Linked DNA regions of Danio rerio: region 2 is linked to region 1. A link is a contact called in public HiChIP or PLAC-seq data. All regions are on one chromosome and are shown on one strand. The core of a region is the stretch at or near the end of the contact, and the rest is flanking DNA. Distances in the headings are between cores, read along the strand shown.

Region 1 (4,116 bases), core at 920-3,419:
TTTCCCATGAAGTCAGGTGTCTTGTTCGGCAGATCAGCCAAAAAGGATATTATATATGTGACCCACTTTCTTTGCTATAGCCCAGACTTTTTTCTTTAAAGCCTTGTCTCACACTCTTCTCACATTCTAATCTCTTCAGTCCACACACCATGCTTCTCAAAGTCTGTTGCCTGCAGTTTCAAATTGCTCCACCGTGTAAAATTAGTTCATGCCCGATTAGTCTGTGCTTGACTGCATGTTTCATTTCATTTTTTGCTTTAAAAGAAAGAGCCGGTCATTTTTAAACCCACCCCAAAGCCTTTTAGGTTAAGTCATTGACTACTTCCAGTTGGAATCATACAGTAGAGACTTGAAGCAAAGAAATACAATGTTATATTAAACCAGGTTAAAATTGAAAGAAACTGTGGATGGGAGCAGAATAACAAGCCAATTATGATCCTGACCCATTTGAGCTATACAGGTATGAGCAGAGCAAGGTAAATACCTTTTTGGCAAGTCCAAAACTTTAGCTTCATATTTATTTAAAGACACCTGGATTAAGTTCTTCAGACTTGACATTACTGTAGTTACACCATGTACTAAGACAGACAAAAAACTAAGTTGCTATTTTCTAATTTCTACGCTAAACAAAGTTTCTAGGTAAGCTAAGCTAAAAGAGTTTATGTCAGACCCAAAGATTGGATTAGTGGATTCAAAAAAGATAAAGCTCTATTGTTTAACTATAGAAGACATTTAAAGTGAGTTCATTTCCATAAAGAAGAGTGTTCCTTTACAGCCTGCTGTAGTTAAACTCTACATGACATTGGCTCGCAAGGAGTAGGATTTGATACCACTAATTTATAATCTATAGCATATGAGGTCATAGTAGGATTTTTATTGAACTCCCTTTCCAAATTAAAATGTCAGCAACATTTTTTTACTGCGACAATATAGTGTTCTAGTAAAGCTGACATGGAGAGACAACTGAACAAGATCTGCAGACATATCTTTGGTCTTGCAACGGCACATGTGGTGAATATGCTGACTGCGAAATGTGTCTCTGTATAAACAAGGAGGGGGGACCGGAGCAAGCACATCTAGGTGTTGATGAAAAGCAGAGCTCAGCATGAAGGGAAAGGTAATACTAGGATTAGAGGAGCCTAAACCTGCTCCTGGAGAGTGCTGCTATGCCAAATACTGAAGACATGCTGGGGTTCTCAGAGTGGGAGTTTGTTAAAAACTGAACCCTGTAGGGTGGGATACACAGCAGGGTGTACGAGGAATTTTGATCCCCTGAACCCTGGAAAAGTGGTGTGGGGGATTACATGTATGTGTTACTGAGCAGAAGGTACAAGGGTGGTTGAACGGTTAAAGTCCACACTAAAGATGGGTTGTGTATAGCATACCATGGTGATGACATCAGAGGAGGGATGAGCTGTAAGCAGAGGATATCAAGCATCTGGATGGGGGCATGTGTTAGTGGAGGATGTGAAGGATGTGAAGGATCAAATGTGTGTTTGATTTAAGTGTCTGAGACAAGACTGAATAGCACAGCAGGGTGTCTGAGAGAACAGAAGGGGTAAAGGTTGTACAGCATGTTGAACTGCTAATACACATACTTTTCATGGCGGCATTCCATTAAAACGTTAAAGGAAACAAGAACAAATACTCTAGGGGCTTGTCTGAATTAATGACAGCTCCTGTGGGCTCCTACTGTGCCGCATAAGGTGCTGCGTAAAAGACTGCTGTGGTGTCCACATCAGCACATGCCCAGTCTTCCTTTACTATTAACCAAACGATCAGCAATGTAAATTCATCATAGAGTCACTCCCCCTTGGGCTTAGAAAACATGAGGTTCTTGTTGTGGTTAATTCATTCCATGAGATTAACAAGCTAGATGACCTCTACAATAAAATTCCATTTAAGGCTAAGAGTATAGACCTCAAAGTATGTGTCTAGAGGCATATAAATAAATGTTAAATGTTACTGCAGTATGTGTTAACACAAACATAATGACACTTTTGATGATAAATGAATGATGTGCATGATTGTTGACTGATGGCTGCATTTCTTTTTTCCTAACAGAAGTGGCACTGGATTACCTTTCTTCTAGTGTTCCACTGGTAAAACAAGCAACAAGTAAAAAAAAAAGGCAGCCAAAAACCCTGTGAGGTGATAACAGAAGTAATCATGAGAGGTGTAACGTGGTGCATGGGCACAATGCTCTACCTCTGCATTAGCTTGTTAGGCAAAAGCCACTCAGGAACTGAACTTCTGCATTCTCGACAAAGGCGAGCACCAGCAGATGACTCCAAGAAGTGTTCCTACACTTTCTTGATGCCCCAGCAGAAGATCACAGGTCCAATTTGTGCATCTGCGACTGGGCCTGAACCAGACAAAGACCGTGTAACACGTATGGACATTTCTGATGTGCGGGAGATCCTATCCAAGCAGCGAAGAGAGATTGAAATGCTGCAACTAGTGGCAGACGTGGACGGGAACTTGGTAAATGAGATGAAACTTCTGCGCAAAGAATCTCGTAACATGAATTCCCGAGTGACACAGCTGTACATGCAGCTGCTTCATGAAATTATCCGTAAGAGAGACAACTCCCTGGAACTGGCGCAGCTGGAGAACCGTGTGCTGAATGTCACCACAGAGATGCTCCGACTAGCCTCCCGTTACAAAGAGTTGGAGTTGCGTTTTGCAGGCCTTGCAGGCACAGTAAACAACCAATCTGTGCTCATCGCTGCCCTGGAGGAGCGCTGTCTACGTGGATATGGACGTCAAGACTTGCCAGCAGTTCCACCGCTGGTGCAGGTGGTGCCTGAAAGCATTCCAGCCAACAACAACCGATTCACTAATGAGATTCAGAGAGACAACAACAACAGAGCATTTCCTCGGGGTTCACGAATGGACACCCCAACGCCTGATCCACTGGGAATCCCACCACCCCCACAGGGCACTCTTACTGCTGATGGTAAGTGACTAGGGACATGGTGACAGAATTACTTGACATGCTGTATTATGAATGATACTGATAAGACAGTGGATCTCCTGTTTGGCTTTGTTTAATGTGGAATTAAGTGAAAAACAATGACACGTTTTGAAAGGCTTCTTTAAATGAAGGGTCCTGGGGTAGTTTCAATGTCAAGACATCAGGGAAATTGTGCTGTGCGTCTGTGGTGTACATTTACATTAAACGGACATTTTCATCAAAAGTGAATCAGACACACAAGGAAAACAACATGAACGTACATCTTGAGGTGGGAATGCCTGGGAAACAGTTGGGGTATCTGCGGTGGTTCTCAATTCCGGATATCTGGTCCATCAGTCTGCACACTTACTTAACACACCTGATTCAGATCATCACATCCATGAGACATCCATGAACTGATCCTTGTATGAAATAAGAGAGACGTACAAAATGTGAAGGGCGGGGGGGCCCAAGGACCAGAATTGAGAACTGCTGGGTTTCGGTGACTTTCCCAAGTGTCTTACCTCAGCTATGGTATTTAGGGTGGAAGAGAGTTCTGGTTATTAACTCTCCCGACCAACAATTCCTGCAAGTGCCAGGACTTGAGCCTGCAACCATTGGATCACAAGTACAAATCTCTGATCAGTAGGTCATGGCTGTCCCATGCCCTGTAATATCACATATTTCTGTGGTGGAAAACCAACAGTGAGTACAGATCTGTTATCCTTGTAGATAAGTAAAATGCTTGGGGGACAAAAAAGGTAAGTCTTGATCTGATCCCAATGCCCATTCAGTCAGTTCTCATTGGTCTTTTCCAAAATGCTGACTTAAGAACTTTTGTGACACAATGTTAAATAGACTATTGGGTATCAGTCCTGTTTGGAGGTAATGGTCACCTATGTGTTCTCCATGTGCAGCATTGGGATCTTCCTCAAGCATGAACACACAGACAGAAACAGCCTGTGCAACGTTGTAACGCCAGAAGTTACTGAGACAAATCTCAGAATCCTCATTCCGCTCCTGCAGAATCCTCTCTGGCAGCCCATGAAAACAAAATATGAGCTCACGGATTCCTAAGTGAACACGTGAAAACATGCACCCGCACAACCCTCCAAGAAAAATCTGAAGCAGATTAAAGAGATGGGTTAGAGAAAAGTGAA
Region 2 (3,888 bases), core at 789-3,288, 160 kb after region 1:
ATTGCACTAGAGTGTCGCCTCCTGCTGAAGGGTTTCTGTTGAGGTGCCTGCAGTGTTTGTGTTGTCAAGACAACAACTGAGACTTTTGAAGTTGGAGAAGAGACTTGTAGTTCACTATATAATTAAAAAAAAAAACGTATTAACATCAACAGCATACAGTCGTTGCATCGCATTTTTGGAACATAAATGCGCGTTTGGTGTGATCGGCCGCTAAGATGTTCATGAGTCTGAAGGAAGGTTGTGCGTGTTGTATTGCACCACAGAAAAGCGAGCACTGTTTTGAAACGCTCACCTGTCATCAAAACTTTTAAAAAATGGGGAGCGCTCAGTGTGAAATTAACGCTCAACACAGCATTTTAAACGTCCCGTGAAGTGTTTTGAAATAGAATTTTTTATTCGTTTTTTTACGTAATCTCAACTGAAACACAAAGAGAGGGTGGGACATCGTGTAGTTCCACCCCTTTTTAAAAGAATAGCCAATAGCGTTTTGTTTTGTCACAGCTCTGCCAGTGAGGGTGATTGAGCTCAAGTGCATCAAATCAAAAGCACACAAGAACCATGTTGAAAGGGGCGGGGCATGTCAGACACTAGAGAGCATTTGATTAGTTATGATTTGATGAGAAACTGTAGTATGAGTTAATGCTTTACATGTTTATATCAGTTTTAGGTCTTCTAAACGCAAATTGTCACAATTTTAGATTACACTAGTTTATTGATATCCTAAAAACGAACAATACTGATTGTAACATCCAAAAAAAAAAAACGTTATTATAATTTAATTGGACTTATAAAAATGCAGCGGTTCTACTGACAACAAAAGAAAAGAACAGCAATTACTTTTCTGCATCGCTAAAACGCTACGCTGAGCACGCACCTTAATGGCCATATGTTGTACTGCCCATAGCACCCGTCACTGACAGGAGGACAAAAACAAACCAAGTAATATTACAGGTTATTTGCTGCATAAAAGTGTTCTTGGAGCTTCGTATGCTAACATTTAAACCACTGAAGACACGTGGAATGTTTTGACATTGTTTTAGTACCTTTTATAGGCTTTAAACGTCTCCATTCTGTTGCTGTCTATGGAGGATGAGAGAGCTCTCGGATTTCATCTTCAATAACCTAACTTGATTTGCGAAGACAAATGAAGGGCTCAGAGGGTGATTAATTAATACTAGTTTCCTTTTGGGGTGAATTAACCCTTTAGTGTTATCTCCTTCCAATTTTGTCCACATACTTCCTTAAAATTGATCAGTTTAAGCACAGTTAAACACATATCTACAACAGCTAACCTATATGGAATCTCCTTCAAACGCTGTCAGAATTGTAATGTCTTTGCTTGTCATGACAGTAATGGCCGACACGACTTCCATATTAATTAGTAGCTAGCAACTATGATATCTGTCATAAAATCTGAGCAATTTTGAAAGAAATCAGCTTGTGAAGGTGTGAAATAAGCCTCGGCTGGAGTGTGTGTGACACACCCCGACTCGGAGCGAGGTGGAGGGCACGTGAAACCCCCTCCAGACAAACAACCGTTATCCTGCGGTGATCCACCTCCATCCAGCACGAGAATAAACTTAATCCCGCAGATTATTACACACACACGAACACGCCAGCCGCAAAAGCGCAGCCCATTATCAACAGAAAGCGAGCACTATACAGGCAAAAACTCACATCAAGCGCCTGACACGCACATACACACGGATTCCCTCCCAAACGGGCGCATCTTTAGTCCGTTAACAGCATGTCGCCGGTCGGAGCGGCTATTAATCGCATCCTAGGCGTGCTGCTTCTGTAGCCTGTTTGCTAACATCCCGCTCATAACAGCTCAGTGCATCACAAGCAACTAAAACAGCGTCAAACTCACCGCTTCGCGATCTGGGCTCCACTCCGGTGCAGAGATGCTGCGATCGTTACTCTAAGGTCCACGCGATGCTCCCAGCAAACTAATATAAACAATGCAAAACAACAACAACAGCTGCGCGCCTGTAATGATCCGGCAGGAGCGGTAATTGTGTATGTGTTGAGTGTGTCCGTTGATCCGACAGTGGGCGGGGCTACGGTCTCAGTCTGATTCGGCTGCGATGTTATTGGAGGAGAGTGTGTGATGGGCGGGGCTAGGGCTCTATCTAATGCTGCTAGGGTGTTATTGGAGGAGAGCTGAAAGAGGGAGCGGTTTCAGGCTCCTGCAGCCGTGTCAATGAAAAGACAAGCGTTATATAGTAACTGGTGAGGTAGATACATTTTTTGTCGCTTTAATATTCCTATTAACACAAATAATTTGCTATTGTTTTGATGCTAATATGAGTTAATATCTGACTGTTTCAAAATATGCCCTACCCTTCTGTTTTGCCTTGTTTTGCGGTGGAGAAGCATTGCTTTTTCGATACTTCCTCTAATAAATGAATATGTTTGTTATTGCTTTATGGATTTAACATCAGTTTATTGTAATGGCTATGGTTTTGATTTTGCCTGCAAGATAGTTTGTCTGATTTCTCTTTACTTTGGGAAAATGTTTAGTTTTGGATTTGTTAATATTGGGGAAATACCCAACAAACACATCTTCGTTGTAGTTATGTCTGTACAACGTTGCATTTTTTTACGTGCTCGCTACAATGTCACAACGTAACACAAATGTAAGTGAGAAGGCTGTAGCAACGTTGTCGTGTAACATTCAGCAACCGTGAGACGACGTTCTTACTACATGTATTAATGCTTTTTTCCTGGCAGTTTATCAATACTGCCTAGAATACAGGATAAGCAGTATTAATGTTCCAGTATTGCTTAATATTAAATATTTTTAATTATTTTTTTTTTCCTTTTTAATTTAACAACTGCATGTGTATGGAGTTAGTTTTTCTTTAAAACTAAATACTTTTGATTGAATAATAAAGAAAAAAAAAACTAACTCCCTACACGTGTAAGCTTTGAAGTGTAAAAATGTCACACAAATGTACATAATCAAACTTTTTTATTATATATTTCACAACATTTAATGCATAAAGTACACATCTAATAATAAGCAAACAGTATAAAATAAAGTTTAGATTATATTAAATAATTAACTATATATAATAAAACTCAAAGGGTAGGCTAAATTAAAATGTAAATTAAGAAGGTAAACAAACAAGAGAAGTAAAAAAGAAATCATTAAAATATAAATAAATAAAGTAATTAATTAATTAATTAATTAAAATGCAGACACTACATTGAAGCTCTGGACTGGAGAATACAGCAGACCGGGAAGCGCAGCCCAAGACCAGGTGTAGTTGTTGGTACGGAGAAAGCAGTCACAGCAAGAAATCCAACAGAGAATCCAGTTCAGAGATCCATGGATCCACAGCAGCCACAAGTCAAAAGGCCACAAGGCAGTGAACAAGAGGACAGACCAGAGCTTGACACAACCGGACTACACAAATGACCACTGATGATTTATTTAGCAAGAAGAAGAAAAGCAATACTCACGTCTACTCTGTCGTTGTTGAATGAGATGTTGAACGGTCTGTTGGAATTTAAACTGATTCACTGATGATCAGTAAATGTTGTAAAGTGGTTGTTCATGCCACCTAAACACAACCTAAAGTAACGGCCATTTAAATGGCAACATTATGACACAGTTGTGACAACCTTCGCCAATAACGCAGATCCTCAACCTTTTTACAACGTTGGTACAACGTTGTAGGAAGGTCGTTACATCGCAGCAACGTTGTGTGTTTGTTGGGTATTTACAATGAAACAAAACATTACTTTATCTTGCTAACTAACTTCATATATATGTGCAATATCTTATGAGTATTGTGATATGGCTGTAGATCGGCACTGGTGGGAGGCGTGTGTTGTCTTAGTGACGATATACAGCCATATGTCACTGCTATGAGTGTGAAC

Evidence for each region. HiChIP or PLAC-seq counts read pairs in DNA pulled down with a chosen protein or histone mark.
Region 2: a contact with region 1 is called in an H3K4me3 HiChIP or PLAC-seq map of gastrula embryo, with 4 times the contacts expected there. The contact joins the promoter of ralgps2 here to the promoter of angptl1a in region 1. A contact is called at or near these places in 2 of 4 datasets of contacts at active chromatin or transcription factors (embryo and gastrula embryo).

Annotation. Positions count from the first base shown.
Region 1 is chr20:17,214,380-17,218,495 of GRCz12tu, forward strand. It overlaps angptl1a (angiopoietin-like 1a), which reads left to right and starts at 2,170. Exons shown (of 4, transcript NM_001014820.1): 1 at 2,170-2,959. The coding sequence starts at 2,170. All of the region lies in intron 9 of ralgps2 (Ral GEF with PH domain and SH3 binding motif 2), which reads right to left.
Region 2 is chr20:17,375,919-17,379,806 of GRCz12tu, forward strand. It overlaps ralgps2 (Ral GEF with PH domain and SH3 binding motif 2), which reads right to left and starts at 2,039. Exons shown (of 21, transcript NM_200474.2): 1 at 1,871-2,039.